2 separate regions of the Macaca mulatta genome follow, and region 1 is linked to region 2. The links are chromatin contacts, called in public Hi-C maps. All regions are on one chromosome and are shown on one strand. The core of a region is the stretch at or near the end of the contact, and the rest is flanking DNA. Distances in the headings are between cores, read along the strand shown. Region 1 has its middle 50 kb from the start of TSPAN2. Region 2 overlaps NGF (nerve growth factor).

Evidence for each region. Hi-C and Micro-C count contacts between places; a contact is called where the count stands out from the background.
Region 1: a contact with region 2 is called in a Hi-C map of fibroblasts, with 2.6 times the contacts expected there. The contact joins two enhancer-like sites. A contact is called at or near these places in 2 of 14 Hi-C or Micro-C datasets (blood and fibroblasts).

Annotation. Positions count from the first base shown.
Region 1 is chr1:125,126,305-125,130,152 of T2T-MMU8v2.0, reverse strand. No RefSeq gene overlaps it. Among named protein-coding and RNA genes, the nearest start is that of TSPAN2, 50 kb to the left of the region's middle. Within about 2 kb of position 1,327, at least 3 of the 40 cell types and tissues checked have an H3K27ac peak or open chromatin away from gene starts, as enhancers often do.
Region 2 is chr1:124,966,381-124,969,840 of T2T-MMU8v2.0, reverse strand. All of the region lies in intron 1 of NGF (nerve growth factor), which reads right to left. Among named protein-coding and RNA genes, the nearest start is that of NGF, 35 kb to the right of the region's middle. Within about 2 kb of position 1,345, at least 8 of the 40 cell types and tissues checked have an H3K27ac peak or open chromatin away from gene starts, as enhancers often do.

The DNA of each region.
Region 1 (3,848 bases), core at 78-2,577, 160 kb before region 2:
GACATTTTAAGAATCCAAATTGAAAAGATCACAAAGCTGAATGCCGGCAAGACAAAACTCCCTCTCTCATGCCCATTAACTCAACTCATTGCAAGACATTGTCTTGGTAGCCATTTCATGAGGTTGGTCATACCCTTCTTCTTGCGGCTCCCTCTTTTCTGGCTTCAGCTCTTTTCTTGTTCTCTTTCCACCTCAATCTCCTTAGTCTCCATGGGGACTGCTCTTTCTCTGATTGCCTCTTCAACATGAGCTTTCCCTTAGGGTCTGTCCTCAGCTCTTTTCTCTCTTCATGTTGAATGCTTACCTTGAGAGAGCTTTTCCCTTCCAATGCCATAGGTCACTGCCAACTGCCAGATCAGTTCCCAGTGCTTCAGACCCAACAGTCAATTACCAGTTACCTCCCAGAATTTCCTCTTGGTGTCCCTGGCAAGCATATGCAATTCTGCATGTTCAGAATTGAACTTACCATCTCTCTTCTTAACCCGCTCCTTCTCCTTTACTCCTAGCTTGACGAATGACATCACCATCAAGCTAGCCTCCCAAACTGGAGCTGAGTTAGTCGAGTCCCCTCTCCACTAACAGTGGAGACCCTTCTATTTCCTTTACCCTCCACACCCAATCTGCGCCAAGTCCTGCTGACCTTCTTTCCTTCGCATCTGTTCCCCCTTGCCGTTCCCTCATCTTGATCCTAATTTAGGCCTTCGTTTTTAAACTTGGCATCTATTTTGCTTCCCTGCAGTTCAGCTGCTGCTCCCTTTACCAGAGTGATCCTTTTATAAATCTGCAAAATTGATTGATGCCTCTGTGGCTTCCTGTCATCTTTAGAATGAAGGCCAGGCTCTCCATGATCTCCCCCTGTACACCCCTCTCCAGCTTCCTTTCTGGCCATGACCCCCACCTTCTTTATCTCCAGGTGGCGTCAGAACATCTCCAGCTTGTGCTAATGCCCACCCCCCACTTGTCTGTCCAGCAAACATCTCCTCAGCATGAGGGTCAGCTCTCTTGGGAAGACCTTCCTGGCCCATCCACCCCTTCTGCCTTTGCAAGCCTGCATCCTTGGCGCACACGCCTGCCCTGACTCGTCCCATCCCCTCAGTCTGGCCATAAACCTCTTGGGAGTGGCGATCATGCCTATTCACACGTCCCCCTGGTGTTTATCATAGTGTTTAGCACATAGTGGGAATTCCACCAGTGCTCGTTGACTGAATGACTGAAGCAGGGTAATGGAAAATTCAAGTCCATGCTGATCTATTAATACCTGGACCTGAGGGGTGGTGAGCGCTCGTTCCCCCCGCTAGAGGGCACTCTGGTCGTGTGCTTCACTGGAGGCCGCCAGCAGTGTGGCTCCACCTGGGAGCCTTGTGAAACCAGCTAGGTTCCCGTTGCTGGCAGCTTGAGCCAAGCTGCACAGGCACACTTAGGCTCAGGCCAGTCCCTTAACAGGCGCCATCATTCTCTTCACACAGATCCTTTGTTTCTCTCCTTGCCTTACCCTCACTTCACCTCACCTCATGCTCCCCCTGGAGGTACACAACCTTCACCTATGGCAGATTCAGAACTTTTCCTACTTCCTTTAGTGGTAGCCAATAATATCTGAAATAACTTCAGTTAAGACCCTAATTAGTGTCCATTGCTGAGAGTGACTTCCTGCTGCTCAGATAGTTGTGACTTACCACTGCTTTTAATACCTTTGAGTGACGTGGCACAGTGATGTGTCCTGGTGGTGGGGATATTTTTGATGGGAAGGATGGGATTGCCCTAGAGACCCTCAAGTCACCCCACACAGTGGCCTTCCTAGGAGTGCTCGGCCTCGCCTGTCGTGCTAAGGGCACGCGTCCATCGGCGTTCTACTCACAACATGCCTATTTATGGGAGTGTGGTGGGGCCTCGGAAAGTTAGTGTCCAGTTTTGAACAGGGTTGTACTTTTTATTTTTTTTTTTGAAGAAAATGTGGTAAAAAGTAATGCATTTTTCAGCTTCATTCATAAAGCTTCTTTTTCATGGAGTTCCACGGTCTTATGTGTTGTGAAACCACGCTTGAATTATTGTGGATAATTACTATTATCCACATCGGAGTGCTGGGGCTCTGGGAGCTGTGCCATTGGAGGGTCAGTTGAAGAAATGGGGGTGGTGTAGACTGGAGAAGAAAAGACATTAGAGAAGTATGACAGCTTCCTGACATGCAGATGCTTCTATTTGCATCAACATGTTATAAAGAATTTTAAAAATAAGTGTTGTCAATACTAAAGAAGCTCCTGGGATCTGTTTTGTAGAGTAGAATCTGGGGAGAGGGGTAAGAGAGGAAACAATAGAAAATTAAAAAGCAAGAGAGGCTGAGAGTATCTACCATCATTAGTTGTGCAGGATAGGGGTGGGGGTCTTGTGGAGAAAGGCTGCAGCCTACTTTCGGGCTTGGTTGGGAATGGTCAGAAGAGGGAGAGTTTTGGGAGCCTCTACACTGAGTAGGAGATCCAAAGAGAAACATGAGGAAAGAGGACCGTAAGAGGATGATTGCTTTTTCGTTATTTTTGAGAACTCCCAGCATGTTTTGAATTGCATTTTCACCTACTCTAGGTTGTTAGACTCTTATTTGAATGAGATTGTGTTGAGACAGGAATACATGGAACGCTGGGATTACCTGGGTTAAATGAGGAAGCATTTTTCTAATAACCAGTCAAGAGCAGGCCAGGCTTCCTCACCAGGATGAGGTGAGACCTACTGAGTTTGGATGAGCATCTGTAAGGAATGTAGGGGTGTTCTGCCCTAGGTGGAAGGCTGTGATGGCTTCTGGGATCCTTTCAATTCTGAGGTTCTATGACTTCATGAAAACAAGACATTGCTGGACAAGTTGAGTGGCCCACCTTCTTACCTGCCTATCCCACAGTCTGAAGTGGCATTTATGAAAAGCTGGGAACACAGAAGGAGATGATGGGTCTCCAGTGTATGGCAAACAGTTCTTTTCTGGCAGCTAATTTAGCTCTTGGAGACTCCAGTTCCCACCAAAACACTGAAGGATCATCCTGTAGTTTGGGGCACACAATCAGAATGTTAAATAAAAATGCAAGTGGTTAGTTTTACATCTGCTGGGGACATTCCATGGCCAGCTACATAGAAGTCTAGGCATTCTATGTCTCTAGCCCTAGGAGCTGGGGATACAAACGTCAGTGAGACATCGCTCTTATTCTTGAGGCATTCATCATCTGTGAAAGAGAGAGCCATGGAAACCAGTGATTACAATCCAGTGTCCCAGCATGGATAGAAATATGCATAAGGAGGGGGCTATGGGAGGAGAGGACAGCGTTGCTGCAGAGGCTGTTCTTGAGCAAGTTGGAAAGAGTAAATGTGGTCTACCAATGAGACCTACTAAGAGCAAGGCTAGGGAAAAGGCATTCCAGGCAGACAAAGCACCATGGGCCCAGGAGCAGACATGTGAAGCCAAATAATGTATTAGGGGAGTTGAGACCAGGGAGGGGTGGTCAGGCTGGAGCCTGAAGGTCTAGTTATGAAGTTGTATGACATGAGACTACAGAGCTGTGAAGGGCTTTGTCTTCCATGCTAAGGAGCTTCAGCTTTATCCTACAGAGGTTTTGGATTTCTGAAGTGTTTTAATCCTACCCCTTTTTGGTGAGCAAATGGAGGACAGATTGGTGGGGTGTGAATGAGTGTGTATACATGTGAATGCCCATTTATGGTTGTGCATGGTCCAGATAAGAGCCCAGGGCCATGGGGAAACTTCCCAAGCAGAAAGCCTCACAATCTGTTTCTAAACCAAGCTTCTATCCCCAAAGTGTTTCACTTCACTCTTGTGGAATAATAAAAAAAAGTCATTTAGCTCAATTATCTCATTT
Region 2 (3,460 bases), core at 96-2,595:
GCAGAAGAGAAAGTGATGCCTCCTGTTCATCCCATGCCCCCATCTGGCCCTCTCTGGCAGGAAGAAATCACCACTTTGTGTCCCAGTTGTGATTGGAATGGCTGGCCATGCACATGCTCAGTGGAACCGAGCAATTGTAGACTGCTCAGCCTGCAGCTGTGGGGCGATTATCTGCAATCATTTGCCAACAAAGATGCTGAGTAACAAACTGAAACATTTGTTTTTGAAATGATCCATTTTCTTCAGCCATGTCGCAGTCAGAGGGAGGAAGCTGCTCCAGCTATGGCTGTGTTCATCGGAGCGCTGCGATGTTTAGCTGTCACTAAAACTTGCCAGGCACTGTAAAGTTAATAGCATCTTTTCTTAAGTAATTGCTGCCTTGCAGGAAAAGTGAATCACAAGGAGAATACAACATGGAAGATATCCTCATGATCACATTTATACTTGGTTATCCAGGGATTTGGGACAAGTTTAGGCATCTGCTGGATTAACTTCTTGAGGTCTTAAGTGTATTTCTATCTGTGGGGCTGTCCCAGTGTAGGCACTTAATGAATGTTTATTGAACAGAATTGAAGACTCTTCCCACAGCTGCGCCAGTTTATTCAACCCAAGTAAATCATTATTTCATGTTATACTGGGAAATAACAAGTGGTCCCAATTCACCTTCTTGGATAACTGGGCGAGCCTCCCTTTTACTTTGGCTATTTAGTGTTTTATTTAAGAAGGAGAGTGCCACATTGGTGGCCTGACAGGTGGGCCTCAGAGGAACTAAGAATCTAAGACCCTTCTTTATGAGCCCTAAAAGTGTACACAGGTGTTGTGCAAAACAAACACCCTCCTTACTTCCAGCTTGTTCATTTTTCTTGTCTAGAATTTCCTTGGAGAAGGCTATGCTCCAACCCAGCCGCTGGTTATGTTGTGCAATCCACTGGGATGGCAATCACCTCATTGTTTAGTTACAACCCATGAAAAGATGAAAAAAAGAAAGAAAAAAACACAGTACACATACAGAATGAGGGTGGAGACTGCATGATGATAATGAAAACCATTTGTTAGCATTTCACTCCTTTGTGAATCAGCCGAGTTTCTGGCACCAGGCCTCTGTCTGTAAAGGAAGCTGCACCTCAAAGGCCCTCCAGGGACTCTTTCTGCCTTGTCTGGTCTAGAGAGTGTCGCCTTTTGTCCCCAGGAAGGTAGGCGCTAGACTGACTGCCCCAGCTCCCTCTGCACTGCAGCCACCAGGACTGGCTCCAGCTCTCACCTTTTGTCCCAGGGCCATGTACCTATCCTGTGTGGTTGCACACTGGTGGTTACTTTTAAGCTCTGCCTAAACCACAGTTTGGTCTCATGCGTGTGAGGATGCTTTTCCCCTTTGTCATCTCCCTGTATTGTGTCCCCTCATCTGTGTCCAGCACTTTCAGCCCTGCTTTCTTTTTGGCTATTTCAACTTTTCCTTCTTTCCACAGACCTGATTCCTGTATTCTCAAAATAAGGATTCAAACTTTGGAGGAATAAAAAGCAAAAATAAATTAAAATTTAATAAATAAAACAAAAAACCTCAACAAACAAACACCGAAAATTTCACAACCAGTAGAACACTGTGTATCTGCCTGAGCATGTATGTTTTGCCTGCATTGTCCCAAACAGAAGAATAACTTCAAAAGGCACATATGATGGTTATGGGCAGAGACCAGTACCAATGCTCTTTGTGCACCTGTATTCATTAAGTCCCAGGACCTAAGTGCTTTCCCTCTCTGCCCACTTCTGAAATCTATCACAGCATTTAGATAGGTCAAGTATAGAATTTAGATCCACAAAGCATGGCAGCATTATCCTCAACAACCACCACCACCCCTACCACCATCACTGCCTCCACTTCTTCCATTACCATCACTACTATCACCTCCTCCAACACCATCATCACCACTACTTTCTCCATCACCATCACCACTATCACCTCCTCCATCATTATCACCACCACCATCTTCCCCAACACTTCCTCACCACCAACATCCTATCGCTACCACCAGCACTATCACTTCCAACATTTTGCCACGATTACCACCCCCACCATCAACACTGCCATTAATATTACTACCATCGTCACCATCCCCATCACCTCTAAAGGGTTGAAGAACTTTGGAGTCATGGAAGTTTTACCAGTGTTCTCCAAGACCTCCTCATAGGCCATAAGTAGAATCACCAGAGGCAGAAGATAGCTGAACCTTGAGGTCATTTAGTCTCTTCCAGAGTAATTAAATGAATTGTGTAGGTCCATATAACCTCCAACTGACTGGTGAATAGAGTTAGATCTAGAAATCAATATTCCTGATTCTCCATAAATTTCATTATACTATTTTCTAGCACTCATTCTGGGGCTGTTTTTTCCTTTCTTTCTCCTGAGATTTTTCTTTTCTTTTGTCAGCTTTGTATTTCCAATAATGTTGGTTATAACATTTTTCAGTTTAGACCTTGATAAATCTTAGAATTATCTCAAAAGAGCAATACCTGTAATGGTCACAAGAACATTTATATATAGACATGTGCACATACACACACAAGTATTTTTTACTTCTTCGAGATGTAGTTTTGCTGTGTCACCCAGGCTGGACTGCAGTGGCATCATCTCGGTTCACTGCAACCTCCGCCTCCTGGGTTCAAGCAATTCTCCTGCCTCAGCCTCCCAAGTAGCTGGGATTACAGGAGTACACCACCATGCCTGGCTGATTTTTTCTTTTTCTTTTTTTGTATTTTTAGTAGAGATGAGGTTTCACCATGTTGGCCAGGCTGGTCTCAAACTGCTAACCTCAGGTGATCTGCCCACCTCAGCCTCCCAAAGTGCTGGGTTTATAGACATGAGCCACTGCGCCTGGCCATATTTTTAAAAGCAGGTAAGGGATTACGTATCTTGGTCCTCCAACATGAGAAAGGCTCTTCCATTTGCCTGATGCAATCTATTAAAGGCAGGTACACAATTTTTGCAGACCATGTTGAGTTTTTCCATTTCTTCACATCTGAAGACAAGTGGACTTTGTGCTTAGGCCTCTAAAAGAAGGGAACACCCTCTCTGACCTCTCCTCTCAGCCTCCAGAAGGAGGCACTCCTCTGGTTAGTCCAATTCCATGACAGCAACGACTCCCACTTCTAAGAGAGGTGTTCTGGGAGTTAAAGGCCAGGCCCTGAGCATGGCTGTCTCCTGGCCCTTCCACGCAGCGGGAGAAGTGGCAGGACAGCTGTCTGAGGAGGAGGCCTAGACAGCTTCTTTTTTCCTCAGTCACTGGTTCAGACTGAATGGGGAGCTCCTAGTGACTGCTGGGTCACTAGGGTGAGTATGCCAAAATTGTGAGTTTGAGTTTGGGTTTGTAGGAAGAAAAGGCAGGGATAGGATAGAAATCCCCAAGAGTCTTCTTTGGCCTACAGCTTAGGCTGTATTAGAAGTGTTAATAAGGATAGAATGACC